Linked DNA regions of Zea mays: region 1 is linked to region 2. The links are chromatin contacts, called in public Hi-C maps. All regions are on one chromosome and are shown on one strand. The core of a region is the stretch at or near the end of the contact, and the rest is flanking DNA. Distances in the headings are between cores, read along the strand shown.

Region 1 (6,198 bases), core at 3,314-5,813, 170 kb before region 2:
GTCTGAACTTAAAATCATCTAATAAACACCGCAGCAACTGACGCGACAGACACTCCCAGAGCGCAAGAGATGGCCATCACCCGTGTCCGGAGCAGCATGAGGTTAACGTTCTTCGTAGCCTGGAGGCACAACGTGAGCACCTGCAGCCTCGCGTTGGCCTCCATCTTCTGGAAGAAGGCGATGGGCTTGATGGCGCGGCGTAGCACCAGGGCGACCGCGAAGGGGAACGCGAACGCCGCCACTCCCTGCACTGCCGCGGCGGATCCGACACCGAGAGGCGGAGCACCGTAAGATATCCACGCGCCGGCGGCGAGGTGCGCTCCTCCGAGGAGCGCGAGCGAGCCGCTGAGGCGCTGCACGGTGCGGCGGAGCGCGTCGAGCTCCCGCCGCGTTTCGTCGGCCAGCGGCGACGTATCGCGCTCCACCGTGGGGCCCTCGATCTCCTGGTGCCGCATCTCATCCGGCGACGCGGGCGCGGATGGGGCGCCTTGGCTGGGCTCTGATGTCGTGGAGGAGGGGTTGGGGCTGGGGTTTGAGGGCGCGGAGAAGAAGCGGCGGCCGGGATTCAGGAGGATGAAGGGGTCGCGGCCATGGGTGAATGTTTTAGGTATGGGGAAGTGCGCGGCGGCGACAGCCGTTGGGCTCAGGAGGCGGTGGGAGAGGCGCGAGAGCGCCATCGGAGGCGGAGCCTGCAACAACGCTGCAAGCCTGACGAGGAAAGGTCGCGGCGGCGGCGGCTCGCCTGTTTCGGATTTCTGAAAAGTTGTCTCCCGTTTCCCCAGTCAAGAGTCAAGGCGTAATCTGGGAATACGTTTGCTCCCCTCGTATGCGGTAAGACGTTGAACTCGGAGTAAAGTTTTGCTAGCACACTGCATACGTGGCATCACAAGGAAAACGCTGTACTAGGGTAGGGACACGCTCGCCGGCAGGTTCGGGCTGCCTTCCTCCACAATCCAGCGGCTGCCGCACGGCTCGGCCTCGGTCCTACAGCTACAAGAACCATCTCTCTCTCTCTCTCTCCTCTCACTCACTCACTCCCCCCATTCCTACCTTTCTTCTCCTCCACCTCGTCAGGCACCCTCAAACCCTCGCCGCAAGAAAGAAGAGGTCAATCAAATCGAACCAAAACCTCCCGACCCCACAAGGCCAAGCTCATTTCCATGGTGGTGTACACGCAGGAACATGTGTACCGGCACCCGTGGGACCGGGTGACAGCGGCGGCGTGGCGCAAGTTCACGGATCCGGCCTCCTGTACGGCGCTCTCCCACGTCGCAGACGTTCACACCCTACACCGCCGCCTCGACTCCGACACGGGCCGCCTCCAGGCCGCGCGCTCCATCACCGTGCGGTCCCCGCCGCTCCCTTTCGTCCTGCGCCGACTCCTCCCGTCCGCCGCGGCGTCCCCAAACGGCGCCGCGCTCTGCCACTGCGTCGAGACCTCGCTCGTGGACGCCCAGCGCCGCGCCATGGACGTCGTCGTGCGCAACGTCAGCCTCCGGGGCCTCATCGAGGTCGAGGAGCGCGCCTCCTACAGACCACATCCGGACCGGCCCGACGACTGGACGCAGTTCAGGCAGGAGACCACGATCCGGTGCCGCCCGCTCGCGGCCCTCGCCGCCGTCGCTGAGAAGGTCGAGACCCGGTGCGCCGAGAGGTTTCTGCAGAATAGCGCCAAGGGGAGGGAGGTCGTCGAGCGGATCTGCCGGTACCTCGAGGCCGAGTCCGCCGGCGCCGCGCCCTCCGTAACCTGATCTCGTTTGCACATCTTTGCTTGATCCGAACGGATCCAAGGGTTCCTCGATCTGTGCTGTGTGCGCCCGGATAAATCGAACCCCGCCTGCTAGGCGCTTGCTTTTCTTCATTTTTTGTGTGTGAAATGATGAGCTGAATTCGGAATAGAATAAAGCTTCTGGTCATACTTGTTTCTTCTGTTGTAAGTATGTGGAACCGCTTTAACCTCCCTGATTTTGATCATGAGCCTTGCCAAATTCTAATTTGCTAATAAATTTAAATGCTATGAAATCACTGATGTTTGTTGTGTTATTTTGATTGACTGAATGGTTGCTCATGCTTTGATTGACTAGATTTAGTGGTGTTCTCATTCACAGAAAAGGGTGAGGTCATTGATCTGTTGTTCTTTAAGCTGGTAGCAGATTGTCCCCTTGGTTGATTGGTAAGAATAGTATGACATCGTGAAGTAAAATACTTTCCATATCTAGTCTATTCTAGCAATGTGTCATTCTTGAAGCTGGGCAGGTAGTGTTTAATGGTAGATACCCCATAGCTTTTTGTCGTACACTTCGCTAATACTTTTATCTGTGGAACCATTTTGATAATCTCCCCTTCCAACTCTTTGTGCTTGCTCTTGCAAATTTGAGATATTACATAAGTTATACATATCGGTGCTTTAATCTATTCAAGGCATGTCCAGATAAATCAGAAAGTGAACCGATGTGTCATTCTTGAAGCTGGGCACAGTATTTCTGTCTCCTTTGTACATTTGGTTTATTGGTAAGAATGGCATGACATATATTGTGGATAGCATTGCTTTCTGATATTACAAGTCTATACTCTATAGTTGTAATATATATATGAGCTTCTCCATGGTTTTCTAAGTCATGTATCTACTAATTATCATAAGCTTATCCTTTTCTTGCTTACTGGAGCGGTGGATCCTTGGGGTTATGAACTTAGATATTGTAGGCTGCTTGTGCTTGTACTGTTGTGGATGAGTAGTTAGGTTCCATGACTTCGATTAGTCTGCTCAGTTGGCATAAATTGAGAATTGATGGAAGCCACTAAGCTAGTCATAGCTCAAGTAACTATAATAACACCACCTCCAACTAATCTATTATGTGATGCTCTTAATTTCGAACAAATTTCATTTGCTTTGTGTTTTCAATCATGTGAAGTCTTTAGTAAGTATGGAATGTCCCTCACGGCATGGATTCCACTTTGATGCTGTGTCTTGCAACCACATTTGTACATCGTAGACCAAGCTACTGCATCCCTGCAAGTATGATGTATCCTTACCTGAATTGGATTCTTGCTGTATATTTTACTCTGAAGATACTTTTTAAATGTTCTTATTCACCATCTTTCAGAGCATAGTTCTTTAATCTTTACTATTCCCTCCATTCCAAATCATAAGGTTTCTTTGCTGTGCACTTAGGTATATACTATGTCTAAATACATAATGCTGCACTTCCTGTGCTTTTCAGCTATATCTGTTGCTGCATGCTGCTTAAAATTTGAACCGTTGAAATCTGCTGCATAGAATCTGAACTGTGCATGCAGCAGCAGCTGCACCTGCACCTGCAGCACAAAATGTGCAGCCGATCAGGCTGGGTTCAGAAGCCAAAGCGTCTTATATTTTGGAAAGGAAGTATGGAGTACGAAGTAACAATGTGGTTGTGGGCAACTGCTAGTTCAGAAGTCTGGAATGGTTTAGGCTAATGTTATTCATTTGGTAGGAAGTTGTGAAACAAAACGTGCTGGCTTCTTACCACTGTAGTCAACTGGTGGTTCTCACTTGTTTGTTCCCTCTGAACTTCATGGCCGCAACATCTTTCAGACTATGAAATCTGTGTGGTCTATGCTTGTTCAGAATTTCTCTTAGTAGGCATATTTGACCGTGGCTACAAATTTTCACGAGGGCGTGGTCCGAAATTCAGAACGCTGCTTCATTATCACATGGACTGCGGTTTGTTTTCGCACTGACATGATTTGACATTGTTATTAACATTTGTGAACTGGTTTTGTGCGATAAACAGCTGTAAAATAAAGTAATTTCTGTGGTTGTAAATTGTACTACCTTCTCGAATATCTGTCGCCCGCCGTTAGTTCATATTTGTCAATGCTGCCTTTGGCTTGGGCGGAGGGAGGCTCCCCGCTTCCTGGTGTCTGCAGATGTAATCAGGGTATTGCCTGATGCTCTCTGGTATCCGCCGATGTGATCATGAGCTTATCAATCACCTTTTATTTTCTGATTCTGAAAACTTGATACTTGAAGCCGATATATTATTCAGTAGTCGTTTTGTCTGTCGAATGTTATCAGTCCCTGCAAGGATCACACCACGCTGCGCTCTCTGACTGTTTTGGCTTCGGCGGAGTTGCGGTTCGGTTAGTCAGTTTGCATAGTTCCTCGTTGCAGATGATCGTAGTTTACAAAATTCTGGTCGTGTTCGTGTTAGTTGTTGTGCCGCTCTTGCTCGGTTGATGGCAAGATGGCAGCTATATGTGGAACTGAACTGCCCTGTCAAATCAAAGCCAAACTGAATCACCACCAACAAGCAGCTGAAGCCAACGTCTCAACTGGGACTGGGACAGCCTACCCTTTACTGATAATAGCACGCAAGTCAAGTAGTCACCATAACTTTTTTTTTGAGAATCAAGTAGTCAACATAATTGTTGGGACTAGGAGTCTCTCTAGGAGACTAGGAGAGGCGATTCGGATAAATAAATGACTAAAAATAGGAGTAGAGGGCCTACCTAGATGGGCCTAATTATTACACATGGGCTGGCCATGTATGTGCGCGGGGTGGCCCGGAACATTAGGTAGCCCTAACTCGCGCCGCTATAAAATGGCGACTCTGGCGATCAGGGTTTATCTCGACTCCGCAACCTCCCTCTAGCCCGAGCGAAGAAGAAAGGAGGGTGCTCTGCCGGCGGCGGAGCGGAGATGTCCGAGAGGAGGCGCGGCGCCGGCGCCGGCACCGGCACCCGCAAGGATGAGGTGGTGACCCGCGAGTACACCATCAACCTCCACAAGCGCCTCCACGGATGGTACTACCACCAACTTTCTCTTCCATTTCCCAAGCTTATTAGATCCACGTGTTGGGGAGCATAGTGTTGTTCTATAGCCGCGTCGGGCTTACACATCAGATGCTGGTGCGGAGGGTTGCGGCCTGTGAGCACTATGTGGGCTTGCGAATGGTCGATACACCTGATCGGATGCATTATCTTTTACCAGCTAGACTACAGTCGGGATCACCTGACCGAGCGGGAATAGCGTGTAGTTGATCTTGCTCTTGTATCTGATCCCACATTCATCTCGCGTTTGTCTTGTTGTTTGCCTTTGTGAGTGGTGGCAGTAGTTGCATTTTGTTCTGTGGGCGCCGTTCGATTAGGTGCTACTCGGGTATAGTCAGGTGCCTGCCTTATTTCATTGGCTGAACACAGTTACATGCCCGGTATATACAATCTGCTCATCGTTACACGTATTGCCTCATAATGCTACTATGTGTTCCATTTGGGCAGTATATTTTCCTCCCATAATACACATTGTATTTGTAGTTGCATCGTATTTTTTTGAAGGTGTTTCTCTGATACAGTAATATCTTTTGTATTGTCCGGTTATAGTCAGGTATCTGTCTTATACAATCTCGTGGTTGATACAGTTACATGACCGGTACACAGATGTCGCTCATCGTTACACATGTTGCCTCGACATGCTGTCATGTGTTCCATTTGAGTGCTACATGCACATTGCAGAAGTACAATATCATGATGTTCCATTCTGTTAAATCTCTTTTGAACACGCAAAATTATATTGTATACAGCACTAACCATGCTTCAGTTGATCTTGTCAGTTTAGTCAACACTAATTAATCTACAATTGTATGCAGCACCTTCAAGAAGAAGGCACCGAATGCCATCAAGGAGATCAGGAAGTTCGCCCAGAAGACCATGGGTACCACCGATGTCCGGATCGATGTGAAGCTCAACAAGCACGTCTGGAGCAGCGGTATCCGGAGTGTGCCGAGGCGAGTCCGTGTCAGGATTGCCCGCAAGAGGAACGACGAGGAAGACGCCAAGGAGGGGCAGTACTCTCTGGTCACAGTAGCTGAGATCCCTCCGGAGGGTCTCAAAGGTTTGGGAACTAAGGTTGTTGAGGATGAGGATTAAGTCGAAGGGTTCAATCATCTAGCACTTAAATGCATACCATGAGAGCAAGTTTGATAATGCTGCTTCAGCTTGTTATCTATGCCGGATGACGTGTGATAGAAGTTTCGAGACGTTGCTCCTTTCAAGTTTTGAAATTTTGACTATATGCCATGCCAAGTCTGTGTTATCTTTACACATTCCGAGCATCTGTATTTATTATGCTGAGACAGACTCATCAATTTTTGCTTGTACAACCTGATATGACTGATGTAGCCATGTGTTTTAAGATTTTTTGACGCATGAAAGATCACT
Region 2 (6,435 bases), core at 186-2,685:
TAACCCAATGATGGCTTTTGACACAGAGAAAGGGGAAAATGAAATTAAGAAAACAAACTGAGTACAACAGAACAAGACAAAGAATTTTCTTTTTTGAATTAGTAGCACAGATAATGACAATATTACCTCTTTCATCAAAGAAGTAAATGCATCCTTCGATAGGCCAAAGCCTATTGCAGCCATCTCAGCAACAACCTATGAAAACATAACCATACAGGCATGGGTGTAGTGTAGAGCATAAAAGAGACGTATAAGACATCAAACATTGAATACTGTTCATAAAAAGGTGCTATCATGATAGATATATATACCTCAATTGCAGAAATCATTTTAGAACCCCAGGAATCCATCATCTCTTCCCACTCAGGTAATCCCTCAGGGATAACAGGTTCTGAGTTCAGCTCCTAAAAAAGGTTAATTACCAGCTCAGTACAAAGCAACAAAACTAAAACTGCCGCCGTCAATAGTTAACGCATTTCATATTTTAAAATCCAAGATCATAGAGAGATATCACATGGAAATCACAACCTTAAAACGGGTGTTTGTAGGGCGAGGACCCACTCTCCACATGTATCGCCATTTCGGGTCCGGCCCTTTAGGAGTGGCTGGCCTAAAGTCCTTAGGCATGCTCCTGATCTTCTCCTGCATGTTCTTGTCGACCAAACTGCGAGGCACCTCCACCCCTTCGGGTGTGACACCAACCTTACCAATAACAAGGATAAACAAACTGGATCGGTAATTCAGCACGGTGGAGTAAGTTGAATTTGTAACAGACATTAAGCAAGACCCAACCGTGCCCTATTTTACAATGTGGTCCGATCACGGGACTGATCCAAATCCAACCGAAGTGCTGTTAATCTCAGCACCGTGAGTTCAGTGTTTAGAGCCGTCCGGATGAGGGATGACCATACGGTACCCACACGGCCACACCTCCGATCCATCAAACCCGCTGGCCCAATTCGACAAGCAGACAGAAAAAGGAAAAGGTGACACCTGCTTACCTGGTAGTGGAGGTGGGGCCGTTCCTGGAGGCGCTTTGCGTCGGCGGATCGGGCGAAGTAGCGCTCGACGACGTCGAGGAAGCGGTCGTTGTCCGCGGCGGAGCAGCGCGGGTCCATCACCAGCAGCGCCCCCGTGTCCCGCAGACTAGCGCTCACTGTGGCGCACAGCGCGCGCAGCTCCTCCACGCCCGACGCGGCCGGGCCGCCGGCTGCGGCCCCGAGATACGGCGTGAGATCTACCACTGGCAGGTCCATTTGGGCTGCCGGGCTGGGGCGGCGCGGCGCGGGAGATGCGAGTTGAAATGAAAGGGGGATCGGGGCCTCGGGAGTATGACGAGCGGACGATGTGAAACAGAGTTGTAGTTGCAGGGAGCGGTGGGGTGATGCGTGAAGGCACCGAGAGGGAGAGTTGGGGCAGGAACAGCAAACCGGGTGCGCACGGAACCTGTTTCGATAAAGAAGATAAGGGTTTGTTTGGTGATAAGTAAATTAAGAAGATTTGTTATTTATGATTGAATAGCAAGGAATTTTATTTTCTATGGATCCTCTATAATTAGAGAAATTTATGTTTATAGCTGGTGGTATCATCTCTGTCTATAATTTATAGGTCCAATAATATACTGATGAAAACCACAAATAATAATGAAAAATTTGCCAATAACTTATAATTGTTTTGTCACTGAACCATATAAAGATTTCCCGTCCCGCCGTTACGGTGGTTGCAGCGGCACACATGCAATTGGAAACACGTTTCTTCACAGTGTTCTATAAAAGGGAGTAACATGAGACAATTTTTTTTTGTGTATGAAGACAAACAAAATCCCCACACATATGTTTGCAAGCTTGATAGAGTAGTTATGGATTAAAACAGACGCCTAAGACATGATATTCAAGGTTGAACACCATATTGCATGAACTCAGTTTTGTCTTATCTAAATCTGATGCATCTTTATTCATCTGCCAAAGGTCATATATTACCACATACTAGTTAGTTGTCTATACGTTGCTATGGCTTTTGCGAATCATATAAGTATAACTCGCTTAAATGGAATATTCATTCAAATATGGTTATATTTTTTATTTCCAGATTATTAGAATATATATATATATATATTTACAATATCTATCCTTTAAATAACACAAACAAACGAGAGCTCTGATGATTAGATGAGAGGAGCTTGTATTTAGGCAGATAGGATTTGATCCCTTCTCCCCCTTCAAATTTTTGGGCACACGCGGGATTAGAGTTACTCCGAGAATTTATTGGCACGAGAGGGGGCGTCGCTGGGTGGCCGTCGAAAGTCGTGCTTTAAAAGTGTAGTGATGTGCTTATTTATGTAGATGATATTGTCATTGCTACTTGTTCTAGTGAGGCAGTAATTGCATTATTAAAATATTTGAATTAGAGGTGTTAATGGGGAATTCATCACCGGGTTTCGACGCCCCATCCCTATGAAGCTATACCCATCCCTATCTATATACTCATACCCATCATGGTATAAGATTCATCCCATACCATCTATATTCGGGTATCGGGTTCCCAATGGGTCCTCATCCCCTAAAAAAATATTATCACATTATATTTTACATGACATTAACAGACACATGACACCCAACTACAATAAGTCACCAATAAATATGATATGTAACAAGAAAAACATTGTTTAACCATACAAAACTGCAAAAACAAAGTGACACATGGTGTCGGCGTTTCGAGACCGGGGGGTCCCTGGACCGATGAGTGAAATGTCGTCGCGTGCCCCAGCCCAGATGGGTCGGCGCGAGACGGAGCGCGAAGGGGGGGGAGGAGACGGGCGTGAGAGGTGGAAATCTCGCGGCCTTCGTGTTTGTCCCGCGCCCAGGTCGGGTGCGCTAGCAGTAGGGGGTTACAAGCGTCCACGCGGGAGGGAGTGAGCGGCCTCACGCGAGCGCCTGCCCCGTCCTCTTCCCCGCACGGCCAACCCTCTGTAAGAGGGCCCTGGTCCTTCCTTTTATAGGCGTAAGGAGAGGATCCAGGTGTACAAGGGGGTGTAGCAGAGTGCTAACGTGTCTAGCGGAGGAGAGCTAGCGCCCTAAGTACATGCCATCGTGGCAGCCGAAGAGGTTTTGGCACCCGGTTCGTGTGGTGTCGTGGCCGTCGGAGGAGCGCTGGAGCCTGGCGGAAGGACAGCTGTCGGGGCTGTCGAGTCCTTACTGACGTCCTCTTGCTTCCGTAAGGGGGCTGAGAGCCGCCGTCGTCATAGAGCGTGCGGGGAGCCATCATTACTTGTCTGGCGGAGCGAGCCAGATGGGACGCCGGTCTTGTTCCCCGTAGCCTGAGTCAGCTTGGGGTAGGGCAATGATGGTGCCTCCTGTTGACGTGGTCGGTCCGTGCCCTAGGTTGGGCGATGTGGAGGCTCCTCCGAGGTCGAGGTCGAGTCTGTATTCCGAGGTCGAGGTCGGGTCCGAACCCCTGGGTCGGGCGAGGCGGAGACCGTCGGCTGAGGCCAGGGCTGAGTCCGAGCCCTGGGGTCGGGCGAAACGGAGTTCGTCGTCTTCCGGGGCTGAGCCCGAGTCCGAGCCTGGGTCGGGCGGAGCGGAGTTCGCCGTCTTCCGGGGCTGAGCCCGAGTCCGAGCCCTGGGTCGGGCGGAGCGGAGTTCGCCGTCTTCCGGGGCTGAGCCCGAGTCCGAGCCCTGGGTCGGGCGGAGCGGAGTTTCCTATGGTGCCTGAGGCCGGGCCTGGCTGTCTGTCAGCCTCACTCTGTCGAGTGGCACAGCAGTCGGAGCGGCGCAGGCGGCGCTGTCCTTCTGTCAGGCCGGTCAGTGGAGCGGCGAAGTGACTGCGGTCACTTCGGCTCTGTCGACTGGAGGACGTGCGTCAGGATAAAGGTGTCAGGCCACCTTTGCATTAAATGCCCCCACGATTTGGTCGGTTGGCATGGCGATTTGGCCAGGGTTGCTTCTCAGCGAAGACTGGGCCTCGGGCGAGCTGGAAGTATGTTCGTCGCTGGAGGGGGGCCTCGGGCGAGACGTAGATCCTCCGGGGTCGGCTGCCCTTGTCCGAGGTTGGGCTCGGGCGAGGCGTGATCGAGTCCCTCGAATGGACCGATCCCTAACTTAGTCGCACCCATCAGGCCTTTGCAGCTTTGTGCTGATGGGGGTTACCAGCTGAGAATTAGGAGTCTTGAGGGTACCCCTAATTATGGTCCCCGACAGTAGCCCCCGAGCCTCGAAGGGAGTGTTAACACTCGCTTGGAGGCTTTTGTCGCACTTTTTTGCAAGGGGGCCAGCCTTTCTAGGTTGCGTTTTGTTCCGGTGGGTGCGCGCGAGTGCACCCGCCGGGTGTAGCCCCCGAGGCCTCGGAGGAGTGGTTTGACTCCTCCGAGGTCTTAATGCCTCGCGCAATGCTCCGGCTGGTCTGGTCGTTCCCTCATGCGAGCTGGCCGTAGCCCGGGTGCACGGTCGGGTCCCAAGTTCTCGGGCTGGTATGTTGACGCTGTCAACAGTTTGGCCGGAGCCGGGTTTGCGAGAGCAGCCCCCGAGCCTCCGCACAGGGCGAGAGGACGGTCAAGGACAGACCCGACTTTTTTACATACGCCCATGCGTCGCCTTTCCGCAAGGAGGAGGGGGGAAAGCGCCATGTTGCCCTCGGAGGGCGCCGAACATGGTGTCTCCGGTGAGCTGCTGGCGGGTAATCCGAGTGGACGCCCGTGCCCCATTTGTTAGGGGTCGGCTAGAGGCCCGGAGGCGCGCTCAAAAGTACCTGCGGGTGATCTGTCGGGCCCGGTCCCCTGTCGACGGGGTCCGAGGGCTCGATGCCTCCCTCTGATGGGATTCCGTTACAAGATCGTTCCCGCTGGTCTCGGAAATGTCCTAGGGTACCTCGGGAGCGTAGCCCGAGCCTTGGTTATGTATCGAACGTACCCAGGGTCATCCCTCGCTCTATGTCTGAGGCGGCTGTGAACCCTTCGAGGGCCAGCCTACAAACCCCTGATCAGTAGTGGGCACGGAGCCCGAGTGGCCTGAGGCGGCCGTTGAACCCTTCTGAGGGGCCGGCCTTCGAACCTCTGACCAGTAGTGGGTGTGGAGCCCACGCGCTCTGAGGCGGCTGTTAAACCCCTCTGAGGGGCCAGCCTTTGAACCTCTGATCAGTAGGGAGGCTCGGAGCCTGTTTCCTTCACAGAGAAGGATCCTTTTCGGGGTATCCCCCTTTCCCGGTCCCTGTTGTAAGAGAGAGAAAGAGGAAAAGGAAAAGTATACGAAATCGAATGACGTGGCGTACCTTTTTTGATGCGGTCGTTATGGCGAAGGCGAAGCGTCGCTCGCCTCCCCTGCCAGAGGCGCCGCCTGTCCCGCCGCGGAGTTAATGCGACGGGGCGAGTGGTTCGCGGGGCGGCCGTTGCGCGTGCGCGAGCCGTTCGAGGAACGGAACACGAGTGCTCCTTCTTCACGCCGTGAGAGAGGTTTCTCTCACTGTCCCTGGATGGGACGTAAGCTTGGCTGACGACGTGACCGCTGCTCCTGCCCGCCTGCCACCGCCATTACTGCTGGCCCATTTTTGGCCGTATTGACCGTCACGCCAGGCTGGCACTGCTGGGTCGTACGCAGGGTCGCCTCGAGTCGCGGTACTGGTTCCGCAGTCGAGGAGGCGTGGTAGTGGTGCGAGTGGCGGTGCAGTTGCTTGCACGTAGCAACCGGCGCGTCGGTTGCATGACGCGTGGGCGTGGGCCCCCATGCTAGGTGCGTTGGAAGTTGGAGGGGCGCGCCCACTTGGCGCGGTTGCATGCCGCCTGCATGGCTGCCCTCCCTTTCGCCCGCTGGTCTGGGCGATAGTGGAGGAATGCTCGTAACCGCTGGGCGGTTGCATGCACCGCGCGTGGTGGTTTGGCTTCTTCTGCTCTGGGCCAGCTTGCATGACGCGTGGGACCCAGCCCCCGCGCCGTAGGGGGAGGACCTTGGAGCGTGTTGGAGAAGACTCAGCCCACGACGGCTGGGGACGCAAGTAGGGAGAGTCGCCTTTAAAAGGAGGGTGACCCCCTTGAAAGGCGACCATGTCTTCGTGCTCCCTTATGCACCGTGTCTTTCCACCTTTCGAGCCCCCGGATGGGGGGCACCCGCAATCCTTCCGCCTTGTCGTTGAAGGAACGCAACTTTGTGGAAGTTGGTACCTTTCAGCCATCGTTCGGCTTCAAGGATTTTCATCAGTCAGCCCGGCTGCATCCCCTCGCCGGTGGTCACCCAAGACGGTGACCACCAGCCCCTGGGTGGGGAGAAGCAAGCCGGGCTATGATCTTGGTCCCGCCCTCAGCTTCAAGGATGTTCATCATCCTCGCTGGGGCGGAGGTCGGACTGAGCCGGAGCCTCTCCTTCAGCATTCAAGGGAGAGGGCGCTCACTGGCCCTGCGAGCGGGGCGGACTTCGATAACGCGGGGCTGGCCGACGGCGGGCGTCGTCA

What was found. Hi-C and Micro-C count contacts between places; a contact is called where the count stands out from the background.
Region 1: a contact with region 2 is called in a Hi-C map of leaf, with 6 times the contacts expected there. The contact joins the promoter of LOC100285759 here to the promoter of LOC100277067 in region 2. A contact is called at or near these places in 7 of 25 Hi-C or Micro-C datasets (ear, endosperm, leaf and 1 more).

The regions. Positions count from the first base shown.
Region 1 is chr4:168,714,501-168,720,698 of Zm-B73-REFERENCE-NAM-5.0, reverse strand. It overlaps LOC100285759 (60S ribosomal protein L31), which reads left to right and starts at 4,563. Exons shown (of 2, transcript NM_001158649.2): 1 at 4,563-4,785; 2 at 5,628-6,198. The coding sequence starts at 4,682. The coding sequence ends at 5,907. It overlaps LOC100285456 (px19-like protein), which reads left to right and starts at 1,039. Exons shown (of 1, transcript NM_001158349.2): 1 at 1,039-2,019. The coding sequence starts at 1,161. The coding sequence ends at 1,751. It overlaps LOC100278014, which reads right to left and starts at 803. Exons shown (of 1, transcript NM_001151432.2): 1 at 1-803. The coding sequence starts at 677. The coding sequence ends at 15.
Region 2 is chr4:168,544,684-168,551,118 of Zm-B73-REFERENCE-NAM-5.0, reverse strand. It overlaps LOC100277067, which reads right to left and starts at 1,435. Exons shown (of 7, transcript NM_001371586.1): 1 at 1,002-1,435; 2 at 529-702; 3 at 312-404; 4 at 127-195. The coding sequence starts at 1,256.